2 separate regions of the Sus scrofa genome follow, and region 1 is linked to region 2. A link is a contact called in public Hi-C data. All regions are on one chromosome and are shown on one strand. Each heading gives the region's core, a stretch centred on a gene start, on an enhancer-like site or on the middle of the called end of the contact. The rest is flanking DNA. Distances are from core to core; before and after follow the strand shown. Region 1 has its middle 35 kb from the start of SYNCRIP. Region 2 overlaps LOC102157437 (a long non-coding RNA gene).

Region 1 (3,943 bases), core at 782-3,281, 330 kb before region 2:
TTCCTTTTTACAGCCGCACCTGCGACACACCCAGGTTCTCGGGCTAGGGGTTGAATGGGAGCTGCAACTGAGGCCAACTACATCAAAGGTAACATCCACAGCAACAGCTCCCAGCCCCATCTGTCACCCTTAGGCAGCATGCGGCAGCATAGGTATCTTAACCCACTGAGCAAGGGGATTGAACCTGCATTCTGAGACAGCATTAGTACCGCTGAACCACAACGGGATTTCCTACTTTGCTTTTTTTATGTAATATTTTAGTTTTTTAAATATGAGCAATATGCAAATTTACATTGTACATTACAAAACAATATTTTCAGCATAATGCCCAGCCAAGTAAACACTGCATCACTTAGGTTCCTGTTACAGACATTTGCTATTCACATCTGGAATTTGGTCTTCATTTTAATTTTCTAAAAAGCCACCGCCTACATTTATTCATTCATTCATTCCACCAATAGTTACCGACAATCACCTTAAGGCAGAACAATAAAGAGCGGTGCACCAAGCGAGGACAATAAACAAACGCACACGTCCATAATAATGAGTAGTAAGTGCTATGAAGACGTGAATTTTCAAATGCTGAAATGTTCAAATGCTTGTTCCCATGTGCGCATATATGTACACATATTTATCCACACACACTAATTAATGCAACCGTTGCTACTGAATTAATGTATCGTTTGGATAAAGTATTCTAGGAAATTTCTCAAATTACTCTTTCTCCTGCATTCATGATAACGAATTTAGTATGATAAAAGAAGTTAAATAGCAAAGCTTTTGGTTGTATGGATTTAGGAAAATCGCTTAGCTACTTCAGGCGTCAGTTTAGTTCTCTGGCAAACGGAGGATTTACCTCTCGGGTCTGCTAATCTCTGTGCTGATCAGAGCGTAACAGCAGCGCCGGGCACCCGGGCACCCGGCAGCGTGGGGGTGGGGCGGGCCCCGACAGACCGCAGCTCGACCGCTTGCAGCGCAGCCGGCCGGCTCTCCAGAAAGGCAGCCTTCTCACTGTGGACGGGAGGAGAAACGCGGCGCTATCGCCAACTATTTCCAACTGAGCAGTTCGGCCCTCCAATTTCTCTTTACGGGCGTGCAGCGATTCCTGAGCGTCAGTTCCCCCAAGGCGTCTGCCAACCAGCTAGCGCGACTTCTCGAATGGGTCACAGACTGGGCCGTCCCGCGCCGCAAAACTCTAGTCCACTCCTGACCCCGAGCCGCCCCATCCGCCCGGGGCGTACTTGGCTCGAGCTAGGCGGCAGCTTCGCCTCCAAAGGCGACTGTTCGTTTGAATTCTGGCGCCACTCCCGCGCCACGTAGAGCCAGACGAGGAAGCTACTAAGCGCGGCGCGCGCGGGCGCGCGCCGGGGACTGAGCGTGCGCGCCGCAGAAGGACGGCGCGCGCACCACGCCCCGAAACGAGCCCACGAAAGAAAAGAGCCCCCTGGCGCGCTCTCGCTCACTAGGTCAGAAACCGGCCACGCCCCCGTGCTCTCCCGCATCCAATAGATGCGAGAGGGAGGAGCGGCCTCGCTCTGGCTAGGGAGAGACTATATAGGGAACTGCTGGATGCGTGGGTCGGTCTTTTACGTCGGGACTCAAGGGTTTGTTAGGTTGTGCTAGGTAAGTAGGCGCCGCGGGCGGTTGTCCGAGCGAACCTGGGTGGCGCAGTTTAGGTTGTGGGGCTGCAGTACGGTTGAAGAGGCTTCAGAAATTTGAACTTAAGAGTGCTGTGTTGAAAACTTGCACGTGGGAAACATGCCACCAGACCGCCACGTGTCCATAGTCGTGGTGGTGGCCGGCTTCGAGTTTATGCGTGCGGAGGCCGCCTCTGGTGGCCGCGGCGTTGCGCGCGGCCTTGTTGCTAAGCCCGGGGAGCTAGCTGGCTCAACTTAAACGACTGCCGGAAAGCAACCATATCCCTGGGATTTGGGGCTAGGGGTTAGTGTTGACGTTAAGAGCAAAACGCCTTGTTGATAGGGTGTCCGTCCCACCACCAGATCCAACGGAGATTTCAAGATCCGCAGCCCCTAACTACGTGGGGCTGAGCTGTATTGTCCCCAGGCGGCGCTGTGTGCAAATCGTATTGAAGGAGAGGATTTTAGTGCTGAAATTCTCCGAGACTACTTAATTTTAAATATATTGATTTGCCCCGCAGGAGCGATGGCTCTCGGTGTAACGGAGCTCTTAAGTGAAGATGCTGAGGTAAGTATTGTTGAACTTAGTTTTTAGAACTGAGAAAGTAAACCTCTTGTTGACAGGAGAAGCGGTGGTACACTATTTGAAATGGTACGTTTTTTTTTTTTTTTTTAGAGGAAAAGGAAGAGTGCAAAACATAGGGGAGAATGTTTGCTGGAAAACGACATGGTTAAAACCTAATGATCTTAGCAGGTATGTGTTTAACTAGTATTTTGAGTCTGCATATGCTTTTTCCATAGACAGGTTAAATGAGTTTTGGGTTTTTTTTCTTGTGCTCAAAACAGCATCCTGCAGGTTGTTGATTGCTAATGAAGTTATGGATATCTCTGATGGCAGCGTCATTCTGAAGTAAGTTATGTGGCTTACAACATCTATAGTATTTCTAACGTACTTTTAATGTTGCTTTGGTTTATGGTAAATCACTGGTAGTGCTTTGGTCTGATCAATGATGAAACCTATCCCGAAGCTGATTACCTGAAGAAAAAAAAGCACATACGGATTCGGCTTCTGAGATAAGACCAATGTGCAGATGTGAAGTTATTGGTGCCTGGATTTTATAATTTGAGAAGTTTGTTACATTGTGTCTTTTTTTTTTTTTCCCCTCTGCCAACAGTGAGGGGTCGCTGTCTGCCTATTGAAAGAGGCCAGATTGCTGTGAAGTTCCTGAGATATTTCTGTGAGTAGACATACTTTTCTTGACAGTCAACATTATGTCCTTGGTCTGTCTATGATGATCCTATCCCGAACCTGAATTTCTGTTGAAAAACCTTATACGGATCTGGCTTCTGAGATAGACCATTATAAGGACAATAAATAGTACTTTGTGAAATACTTTCTTCTTTTTTTTTTTTTTTTTAAGTTTTCTTTATGTTTATAGTCTTGTAAAGCTAAAGTGTTTTTCCTTTTCTAGGGCTAATGCCACAAGATTTACCGGTATGTCGTGTAAAAAACTAAGGAAAAGCTCTTCATTTTATGGATATGGAAAGAAAAATCAAGATGGATTATATTTTTTTTAATTATCCAGTCTTTAATTAGTTAAGTAAAACTAGTTAAACTTTTTAAAATCAATTTTGAATGAATACCCTTTGGTTACAAGCTGTTTGAATGTAAAATGCGTCATGGTGATTATAGCCAAATGAAGGTTTTTACTATTATAGAAAGTTATTAAGATGAGAGCAGAGTGGACAGAACATATTCCTGGGATTGGGCTGGAAAGAAAGCCCACCATCAATAATCATTACTGGCTGAATTATGGAATATTTAGTCTTAGTGTAACAGTATTGTGTATTTATTTATGGTATTAAGGTGTTTATTCTGAAAACGAAGAAAGCACAATATAGCAAGTCATGAGGAAGGTCACTGATGAAATGTAGTTTAAAATTGTACAGACATCCTGAATGAATTTAAGTGTTAAGTAATTAATACCATCTGATGTAACCAAGGTGGTTGGGCCCCATGCATAATCATTTTCCCTAAATAGCTACATGAATAAATTTTTCCCAATCCAAGTAAGAATGCCAATATTTATAGTCATCATTAATAAACCTAAAATTTCCTTAGTGAAAATTTGGATCCCACGCATGCAGCTCAGGGAGAGGTTTATGAAACTGATAAGGCTGTAGTTGAATACTTTCCCAAGTATCAAAACAGTATACAAAATAGCATCTCTGGGAATGTTTCCTTGGCAGCCATAAACTACCCATGTGTTGCATTTATTACATGTATTTAACATTGCAGTCTACGC
Region 2 (3,690 bases), core at 48-2,547:
CATTTATCTGCATGGCCTGTTCCCTTACTGCTTGACCACCTGCTTACAGATGCCCTAACCCTGGGGCACTCTGTCCCCTTCCCAGGTTTTACTTTATCCACAGCAGTTTCTACCTGCTAACACAGTTGTTAATTTTATTTATTGTCTGTATACTTCCAATAGAATATAAACACCCCAAAGGATGGGATTTTTGTCTGTTTTATTCACCATTGTATCCCTGCAGTGCTTAGCCCTATGCTTGGCAAGGAGGAGGTCCTCAATAAATAGCTGTTCAGTGAAGGACGAAAGGCAAAGATCCAAGGGCCAAACCCAGTCTGCTGACTTCAAGTCCTGCCTTCCGTCCACCTTACATGAGGTACTGGATTCTAAACTGACAGATGGATGCAGATGTGTGTTGGCAGTCTTGGTGGAGATGGGAACTTACCATCATAGAACACCTTCAAAATAGGTGAAATTCTTTGTGTGACTTTAGAATGTAGAACACCTACAACTTGACATTCAGAGCTGTCATAACCCTGCAGGTTAGGCCATCTCATGTCCTCATGGTGGATAAAACCTCATACCAGGCTGCAATTTGCACAGCTCTACAGAGGCCCCGTCTTCATTTCAGCTGGGAAAATGCAGCCATGTGTTGAAGTGGGTCTCAGGGCCTATGGGCTTCTGAGTTGGGGAAAGAGGGGCTTCTGTCTTTGCAGAGTGTCCTCTGGAGTCACCAGAGCTGCCAGGCATGTTTGGTGGGTGATAAAGGGGGGAAGGAGTGTACTATAGAGAAAGGGGAAGATTCCACTTGGGTCCCTTGCCTCAGAAGTGCAGGGAGCAAGGCCACCATGGAGCAGCGTGGGGTAGCATGGGTGCAGCTACCCAAGAGGCTCTTGTGAGGGGCCGAGTGACTCACCACTCCTGAAGGAGGTGAGGAAACCAGATTTCTGAGTCAGAGCTGTGGAGGCCAAGGAGCCAATGCCATAATAATTTCATTATTAATCTGAGAACTCAAGGGTGAGTGTACAGACCTTGTGGTGTGAGCTGGTGTGTGATTTTGGACACTTGGCCAGGGCCCTGTGAGCTTGGCCGTGTGTCCTTGGATCTAGGGAGCATGGTTCCAGCTCCAGGCGGTGTTTGCTGGGAAAGAACGTGTGACATCCTTTGTTCTCTGGCCACTTTGTTTAGTAAATTCTTTCTTTCCTCAAATGAAATTGGTTGATTGGAAACAAATTGCTAAATCACTGGGCACAATATCCACCAAGTTATCTGGCTTGGAGTGCAGTGGGTGGGTCTTATCCAGAGCTGCAGATTTAGAAGATCCACCTTGGAGGAAGGAATTAGTCAGTGTTCCATGGCTCAAGGCCACTGTGGGGCGTGATATAAGTAAGGGTCACTGCTCAGAGCTGGCCTGAAGATCAGCTCTGGTAAGACCGTTCCTGCCCCCTCCTTGCCCAGAAAGTCCTCAGAACTGCAACTCCTCACAGTGGCATGTGAACAAAGGGGCTAGAAAGGGAGAGGAACCAAGATTCTTGAGATACTACAAGTATCCAAGAACCTTCTCAGTTACTTTAAAGAGTGATTTCTTTTCTGTTGTTTCAAAACCTTGTGAAGTGTGTTTGTCTCTGTAGTGATTTTTTTGGTTTGTTTTTTGTTTTTTTGTTTTTGTTTTTGGTTTTTTTTGGCCACACTTGTGGCATATGGACGTTCCCAGGACAGGGATCAGCTCTGAGCCACGGCTGTGGTGATACCTAATCCTTAACCCATTGTGTCAGGCTGGGGATCAAGCCCATGCCTCCGCAGCAACCCAAGTTGCTGCAGTCAGATTCTTAATCTACCTCCCCACAGTGGGAACACCTCTCTCTTTGTACTGATGAAGGAATTAGACCCAGACCAGTAGCCTCAGCTATGTAACTTGCCTGAGTTACACAGCTCACAGGGGCTAGAACTGGATTACACACCTGAAGCTGGCTTTCTTCTGGGCCATGCCATCCTCCTGATGGGGATAAACTAGAACCAGATAAACACTTACTCAAAGTTTTCTGAAACGGGGCCTGTGCTCCAAGGTACACAGACTCCAGTCCTGTGGTTGAAGTTTGAGTGGGTTGGAGTCCATTCACAGACCACAAGATGACTTCCTGATTTCTGGAAGGAATATAAGGCTGATGGTGCCTGTTGCAAGATAGAGGCTACAACAGGAGAGACTGAGGCAGACTTTCCCAGTAAGGATATCTTCTTTTCTTTTTTTTTTTAATTTTACAGTCACACTTGCATCATATGGAAGTTCCCAGGCTAGGAGTCAAATTGGAGCTGCAGCTGTGGCCTACACCACAGTCATTGCAACGCTGGAACCGAGCCACATCTGCGACCTATACCACAGCTTGTAGCAACGCCAGATCCTTAACCCACTGAGCAAGGCCAAGGATTGAACTTGTACCCTCAATGAAACAATGTTGGGTCCTTAACCTGCTGAGTAACAATGGAAACTCCCCTGGTGGGGATTTCTATGGTTAGTTGGATAGAAGAACCAAAACTCAGGAGAGAGAAATCTTTGAATCTTGTGAAATAGGCAGCCCTGGGAAAAGGACCTGAGCTGAACCTGGAGGGATGGAGCTGTCTTGGAGCCTTGCCCTCCTCCTCCCCCTCTGCACTCCTTGTTGGGCTAACTGCAGCACAGCCCCACCGGAATAATCTTTTTTTTTTTACCAAGAGCCCTTCCTTGGAGAATATTCTGAAATATTTACATATGATATAATATAGTATTTGAAATTCAATTAAAAATAATACAGAAGGTGAAGAAGCACATGGGCCCCATGTGCTTAGACGGGTCCTATATTTGATTTAATCTTCTGATGTTGCTGTCTTAAAGTTCTTAGTAATTCTTGAACAAAAGACCCCCTATTTTCATTTTGCACTGTGACTTGCAAATGATGTAGTATTTCTGATTGGGTGAAAAATGAGAACAGGATTCAAAACAAGGATCCCTTGTAACGAAGGTGGGGTAGTTTGCTCTTCCGGCCAAGACAAGACACCACATGTAAATCCTAGAGCTTAATGAATTTGAGAAGAAAATATCTATGTTAAAACTTTTCCATGGGTGTCCATGACATAAAATTTGCCCTAACATTGGAAAATCGTGACCCAGAAGAAACAAAGGAGGTTGTCCTGCTTCTTGGTTCTTTTCCACCAGACTAATGTTCACTATCACGAGAAGCATCTCTTCTGGGAGGTCCACAAATGTGGGAAAAGCTGGCATGTGTCTTGTATGTTTCTAAATTTACTTTTTGTGTTAATACATATGCACACATACCTTAAATCCTTTCTAAAGTGAGGTAAGGTACATAAACATGAACATGGTATGTGCTATGTATTGGATTGTGCTCCCACCCCTCCAGAAGTTATCTTGGAGTCCCAAACCATGGTACTTCATAATGTGACCTTATTTGGAAATAGGGTATTATCAGAGGTAATTACATTAAAAGGAAGTTTTAGATGGCCCTAATCCAATATGACTGATGTTCTCAAATAAAGGGGAAATTTGGACATGGAGACAGACAAGCATAGGGAGAAAATGACCTTGAGAGACATAGGGAGGAGGCCATCTACAGCTTCAGGGGAGGAAGGACCAGGACACATCCCTCCCCCATAGCCTTTGGAAGGAACCAGCCTTACCAATACCTTAATTTTGGTCTTGTAGCCTAAAAAACCACA

Evidence for each region. Hi-C and Micro-C count contacts between places; a contact is called where the count stands out from the background.
Region 1: a contact with region 2 is called in a Hi-C map of embryonic fibroblasts, with 2.7 times the contacts expected there. The contact joins two enhancer-like sites. A contact is called at or near these places in 3 of 47 Hi-C or Micro-C datasets (embryonic fibroblasts, fetal heart ventricle and retroperitoneal adipose tissue).

Annotation. Positions count from the first base shown.
Region 1 is chr1:54,631,294-54,635,236 of Sscrofa11.1, reverse strand. No RefSeq gene overlaps it. Among named protein-coding and RNA genes, the nearest start is that of SYNCRIP, 35 kb to the right of the region's middle. Within about 2 kb of position 2,031, at least 74 of the 83 cell types and tissues checked have an H3K27ac peak or open chromatin away from gene starts, as enhancers often do. A contact at or near this core is called in embryonic fibroblasts, where this site is marked.
Region 2 is chr1:54,299,693-54,303,382 of Sscrofa11.1, reverse strand. The region is part of intron 2 of LOC102157437 (a long non-coding RNA gene); the gene reads left to right. Among named protein-coding and RNA genes, the nearest start is that of NT5E, 99 kb to the left of the region's middle. Within about 2 kb of position 1,297, at least 5 of the 83 cell types and tissues checked have an H3K27ac peak or open chromatin away from gene starts, as enhancers often do. A contact at or near this core is called in embryonic fibroblasts, where this site is marked.